Regions from separate parts of the Mus musculus genome. Here region 1 is linked to region 2. The links are chromatin contacts, called in public promoter capture Hi-C maps. All regions are on one chromosome and are shown on one strand. The core of a region is the stretch at or near the end of the contact, and the rest is flanking DNA. Distances in the headings are between cores, read along the strand shown.

Evidence for each region. Capture Hi-C pulls out chosen DNA fragments and counts their contacts.
Region 1: a promoter capture Hi-C map of adipose tissue shows a contact between it and region 2, with 2.7 times the contacts expected there. The contact joins the promoter of 9530034E10Rik here to the promoter of Slc6a9 in region 2. A contact is called at or near these places in 1 of 39 promoter capture datasets (cranial neural crest), 1 of 484 Hi-C or Micro-C datasets (the HL-1 cell line), 1 of 115 datasets of contacts at active chromatin or transcription factors (pancreatic cancer cells) and 2 of 9 other capture datasets (adipose tissue and pancreatic islet).

The regions. Positions count from the first base shown.
Region 1 is chr4:117,973,502-117,976,580 of GRCm38.p6, reverse strand. It overlaps 9530034E10Rik (RIKEN cDNA 9530034E10 gene), which reads right to left and starts at 1,547. Exons shown (of 3, transcript NR_166452.1): 1 at 1,514-1,547. All of the region lies in intron 5 of St3gal3 (ST3 beta-galactoside alpha-2,3-sialyltransferase 3), which reads left to right.
Region 2 is chr4:117,833,311-117,836,658 of GRCm38.p6, reverse strand. It overlaps Slc6a9 (solute carrier family 6 (neurotransmitter transporter, glycine), member 9), which reads right to left and starts at 1,401. Exons shown (of 14, transcript NM_008135.4): 1 at 1,182-1,401.

The sequences.
Region 1 (3,079 bases), core at 298-2,797, 140 kb before region 2:
CTAGCCTACTTGGCAAGTTTCTGGCCAATAAGACAGCCTCTCTCAAAAGACAAAGTGGACCATATAAGACCATAGTGTGCACAGAAAATAGTGGTGGACCAGAGGGGTCAGCCCTAAGGAAGCTGTCAGGGAGGTAGACATGCTGTAGGCAGGCCTTAGAGAATGAGCAGAAGCTCATGGCAGTGAGGCAGGAAGAGACTTCTGGGTGAAAAGAACAGACACGAGCAGGCATGAGGTGTTTAGAGTGCAGTGAGTGGATCCTAGAAAGTATAATTGCATAGTTATAGAATAGGTCAGAGCCAGGGAGAAGGAAGGGAAGGAAGACAGGGTTTGTGGGGACTAGAGAGGTCAAAAGGAGATAGATTGTGAACATGCATACCAGACTCATCCAAGCAAAAAGGAAATGTGACTGAGCCCAGTTCTGGACCCACCCAAACCTGCAGCTTGTTTCTGCTTTCTTCTGAGCATCCTCAGATGCCAGTTTTGTCCATGTAGCTGCAAGATGGCTGTAGCCCTTCTAAGCCTGGATTGGCCAGCTTTATTTCCAAAAGGGTCACATGGCAGCTCTGTTTGGCTGTGGCCCAGGCTGTACTGGGGTTAGATAGTCTCTGCCACAACTGTTTAGCTCCACTGTTGAAGCATGAAAGTAGCCACAGCATATTATAGAAACAAATGGGTGTGTCCGTGTTCCAGTAAAACTTTATTTATGGGAAGAGACAGCTAGCTTAGAGGCTGCAGTTTGTCTAACCCCTCTTCTAGGCTTGGTGATCTTCATAGTGTAAAAGAAACCCCCTGCCTACCCCAGTGTCCAAATGCCTATAATCTTTTTTATAATTTCTTAGCTAATTTTATCTTATGTGGATGAGTGCTTTGACTTCATGTGCATTATGTGCCTAGTGTGTGTGCCTGTGCTTAGTGCCCTGAGAGCTCCAAAGAGGCATCCGATCCCTTGGAACTGGAGCTGTAGGTGTTTGTAAGTTGTTGTGTGGGTACTGAGAACCAAACCAAAGTCCTCTGCAAGGACAACAAGAGCTCCTAACTGCTGAGCCAGCTCCAGTCTTCCATTCTTTTAGTGTGTGTGTGTGTGTGTGTGTGGTGTGTGTGTGTGTGTGTGTGTGTGTGTGTGTGTGTGTGTTTTGTGTGTGTAGACGCACTCACGTGCATGTGTGCATATGTGCATGCATGTGTGTGTCCTCATCTAGGGCCCTCTGGAATGAAAAGCAGAATGTCATTACAACAAAGGGGGCTGAAGTGCAAGCACCCCCTGCAGAGCATGAGTAAGAGAGAACTTGAACTGGGCACCTGGAGTTTCCAGTCACTATGCAGCTTGAAACATACTGACATAGGCTCGGGGATCAGGCCAGCCCTGCAGTGCTGACCAGCGCCCTGCCTGGCCTTTCCCTGTGTGCAGTTTTTGCCCTTCCACAGCTTCACTATGCCCAGTCAGAAAACACTTTCTCCTCCCTCCTTCCCTCCCTTCCTTCCTTCTTTCCTTTTGCACGACTTTACTTACCTGGGTAGGACCAAAGGGCAGAGTCCCTGAGAACAGGGCTCAGGCTAAACCTTCTCCTTATGTAGACACTGCCTCATTCTGTCCAGCCTCACCTTGAAGGAAGGAATGCTTGCTATGGTTTCCATCCCCCGCCCCCAGGGAGTTTTCTATAGTACCCTGCTGTTCAGATGCCCTCCCCCAGCAGTTCTCTGCCAGGTCCATGAGTGCTTGTTACTCAGAGCCCAGCCCGGTTTAGTCATCATCTCCTTTCAAGAATCTTTCCTCTGTGCCCGATTCCATCTATCACCTTTGTGTCCAAAATACGGGCTCTGGAGATTTCTTCCCCATGATTGGTTCCTTGTCTCTACCATTAGCTTCTGAAAGAAAGACCAGGACTAGTTTACTTTATACTCTCAGCTAGGTCTAGGTCCACAACCTAGGATCAGGGGGCAGAGATGCATTCTGCCGTTTCAGCTAGTCCTGAGTAAGCTGGGAGAAAGGAGCTCGGTGTGGAACCACACTTGGGGGTCCGTCTGTCCATCCATCAGTCCGTCTGTCCATCCATCTCTTTACCTCTGAGCTTTCTCAGGGTACATGCCCACCTAGCCAGAAGATTTGGCATCCGTTTTCCTTAGACTCTTGCTTTCCCATGGGGGAGGGCAGTGAGGCGGAAGGCCAACCAGGCATCTAGGAAGCATTTATCATCCTTGCTTAGACATATCCCAGGATCTTACTGTGCAGGGTCCTTTATGGTGAGGTTACAGCAATTCTGTACTAAGCAAGACCAGGTAAGTCTTAGAAAACGTGTGTCCCTCTGTTTTGTGTGCCCATTCTTCTCCCTGTAGGTTCTGGAAAGGTGGTTCCGTGAGTCTGGCTTTCCCCCTCCGAGATGAGTCTCATTATCAGGCTAGGGTTGGGGCGAAGCCTACAGCTGAGTCTAATAGACAAATGTGCTATGATCTGCCGTCTGAGCCCTCACTGCAAGGCTCTGCCTTCTTGTGCTTTCTATGCTTTACAGCATGGTTATAGAAGTGGCTAAGAGGCGGGGCATCCAACGGGCACACTCACAGAGCTGAAGTTGATCCGTGTTCTAATCTAACTAACAAGCTCATATTACAAAGGTGCTTCTCTGTGCAGATAGAAGGGGCTGGGAGTGGCAGGAAGACCGACAGTGCCCACACATAACCCATCACTCATGATAATATGGCTCAGTCGACTCTCCTGTTGGCCTCTAAGCATGGGCTTGATGTTCTGAGCCTTAGATAGTATTTCAGATTGGGCTGGTGAGATGGCTCAGCAGGTAAAGGTGCTTGCCACCAATCCAGACTCCCTGGGTTCTAACCCGAGAAAGTATTATAGTGGAAGGAAGTTATCTGACTCTTCTAAGTTGTTCTCTGCTCTCCAGGAATGGGCTGTGATATAGTTATGTGTATACACACACACACACACACACACACACACACACACACACACATACACACACGCACGTGCACACGCACACACACACACATAATAAACATATCTTTATTGAGGTGGTTTAGGCAGATGCCAGGTCTGGGATGTTTACTCTCCTCACTGTACCACACA
Region 2 (3,348 bases), core at 152-2,651:
AAGTAGCTGCCCGGCCGGACTTGAAGGCCCGGGACGGGCTGGCAGTGTGGGGCGCGGTCACTTTTGGAGTCATGGCACCGCCCGGAGTGCCCACTTCCTCGAAACGAGACCGGTTCGCTTTAATCAGTGTGCAAGGTGTGTTGGGGGGCGGGCGTTACATCAGCCACCACGTGTGCGCCTCTCAGCTGGCGTGGAGGATGCCGCCCCGCCCCCCGCGGTGGAAAAGTACCCGGGTGCCGAGGTCTCCGCCCCCTTGCCCCGCCCCCGCCCGTCCTCGGCCCCTCCCGGGTCTGCGGGCAAGCCCCCTCCCGGCTCGCTGGCCTCAGCTCCGGCCCGTGTGTGGCTGCCTGCTGCGGGGTACAGGCTGGGAGCAGGCGCTCGGGAGCTGCGGGAAACCAGGCCTCACCTGTGGCCGCCCGCACTCGCCGCAAGCATGCCCAGAAGGAAGGCTAGAGTGAAGGCTCGAGTGGCAGGGCGTGGATTTTTTCCCCCCAGAGTAGCAGTCCCCCAAAACCACTCTCCGCCCCGCAATCCCTTCTCAACGCTGCAGCCACGCGAGCCGCGGACAAAAGAGAACCGGAGGGCGCTGGGGTTCTTCCTCGCTGCTTCCCAGGAACCGCGGGCGCGCGGGAACCGGCACCCGGCGGGCGAGTGGGCGGGCAGATTAGGAAGGCCGCCGGCTGCGGCGCCCAGATAGATAGCCAGCACGGCTGGGAGAGGAGGTGGGGCGAGAGGCTGCACGCGGGGCACAGACCCCGCTGCCGGCTCCCGGCCGCGGCAGACCCACTGGCGCCCCAGAAAGACCGAAGACGCTCTTCGGTTCCGGCGCTGCGCGCACAGCCCCGTACCAACCACCTCCGACCGAGCCGGCGTCGGCACGCAACGCACCCCCTCCATTCCGAAATCACCCTCCCTCCCGTCTGCTTTAGTTCCTTGGTGACAACGATGACACACAGACACACGCACCTACCCAGACCTTCGCGGCGAGACAGACATCCCAGTGCGAGCACTCACACTCTTAGCCACAGATACCCGCAAGCAAACGCTATCTCATCCACGCACCACACACACATCCATACACATCCTGGGGCTCAGCCTCCCAGAGTCACAGAAACGCCCAGAACGACGGCTGGACAGACCTAGGCTCGGGCCGCAAAGCCCCCTTCCCCCAGCTCTCTTACCATACTGCTGCCCCCGGCCCAGGCGTGCTGGGTCCGCACCGCGGTGCGCCCAGGTGGCTTTCTTAAAGGGAAAGTTGCATCAGCCTCCCGAGGCTCTCTGCAGCCGCCAGTCCTCCCGCCCCGCCGCGTTGCCTGCCGCTCCTCCAGAGCTTGTTGTGTTTTGGTTTCGGGGAGGCGGGGGCTAAGAGTTTGGTGAAAGTTTGGAGAGTGAAGAAGGCTTGAGAAACCTAGCCAAGTCCCTCCCCTCCCTGAGCGGCTCCCCTGGCCGCCCTCCCCCGCCCTGGTCCCATCTCCTCCCTCCCGCGTGCCGACTACTCAGACTCCTCCTACCAGGGAATAAGATTACAAGTGGCTCTAGTTTTCTGATGATTGATCCTCACGAACCCCTGGGAGTGGGGCTCGGCAAAGGAGTCCCCTTCTCCTTCGCCTCTCTGCCCTTCAGTTGGGACACTTGGAGGAAGCAGATGTCCTCCCCTTCGGGCTAGGCTTGGAACGAAGCCAAAAGGCCTGGGGCGCTTTGGGGGGCTGGGGCTGCAGTTAGCCCGCCAGGCCCCTGGCCTTCTGCGCCTGCGTTCCCCCTAGAGAGACGTCAAGAGCAAATTCCGTTCCCTTTGCAGTAGCGCCGCTAGAGACTGTGGGCACAGCTGAGTAAAGCCTGGGGCCCACTCCTTGGAATTGCAAGGCTGGGGAGCCCTTTCTCCCCGAATTCTCCACCACTGATTTGATCAGCCCTACCTGGTTAGTTGTGCCACAGAGCCTACCTACTTCAGGTGCCTGGATTGCAGTATCTGCCAAAAGATGCTTTGTTGAGCCTCAGTTTCCTCCTCTGCAAAATGGAGAGAATGACTTAAGGAAATGCATACCCACGTGAAACTCATTGCTCCAGATTGGCAGTGGTGCCTAGCAAATGGAACAGGCTGCCACATTTGCTTACCTTGAGCAAGCTGCCAACCCTCTATCAAACCAGACAATACTGATTGCCAGAGGACTGCTGTTGCTTCGCAGGTGCTCTGCAAAAGGCCCTGGTCTGGAGAGGCAGGCTCCGGATTCCACTCTGTGCCCCGAGTTCTCACCATTTTCCGGCCAGGAAACTTGCTTGTTTATTGACATCCAGTCTCCAAAGAGCAGGCGCATCCATGTCAAAGCCGCGCACAAGATCAACTGGTGTGAGAAGCCACCTTATTAATTTATAATCACTGAAAAAGACAGCAGCCAGCACACTCCCTTCAGTTGGGCCTCTCTCTACCCCACGGCTCAACCACAGCCCTTTCCCAGAACTACCTTCTTATATACTGCTTTCTGCTGTCATGGAACTCACAATCTGTTCATTCTCGAGATTTGGTCAGATCTAGGAAGGCACTTATGTCCCTTTTGAGTTTGCCCGTGAACACAGCAGTTATAAGCCTGCTTGGGGTTTATAGTCTCCCACGAACTAATTACCAGAGTTTTGTATAGAGTAGAGAGGGGACACACACGCAGATCTACCTAAGCAATCTGTTGTGCCTGTGGGCTTTTTTTTTGGGGGGGGGGATTTGAGACAGGGTTTCTCTGTATAGTCCCGGTGGCTGTCCCGGAACTAACTTTGTAGACCAGGCTGGCCTTGCACTCAGAAATCCGCCTGCCTCTGCCTCCAAGGGCTGGGATTAAAGGCGTGCACCACCACCACCTGTGGCCTTTAACTTTGCTTATGTAGAAGTTTCTGGGAGTCTAACTGTGGGTCCTGCAGCAGGCTGTGTAGTTGTGTGTGTGCTCAAGTCCTGGATCTGACCAGATAGTATCTAAACACTTCTCATCTTCCCTACCAGGACTTGGGTTCCTCTACAAGTTGTTTATGGTCTCTCATAGCCTGCCTCCTCTTTAGATTATCCAAAATGGCTCCTTCCCAAGACAGATGGACAGGAGGCTCTTGGGAGAAGCTGCCAGGTAAAGGGAAGGTTGGGGCTGAGGGAGGGGCTTCCATCTAACTTATAGGGATGCGATGGACCTAAAAGGCATTAGGATGGTTCTAAGAAAATGTTTAAAACTTTATTTTGAATTTTGAAGTTTTCTTTCTTTATTCTCTTTACATCCAGATTTCAGCCCCTCCTGCTGGTACCCCCTCACACACAGCCCTTCTCCGCTCCCTGAATTCTTTTCTTTCTTTTTTTCTTTCTTTTTTCCTGGAGTC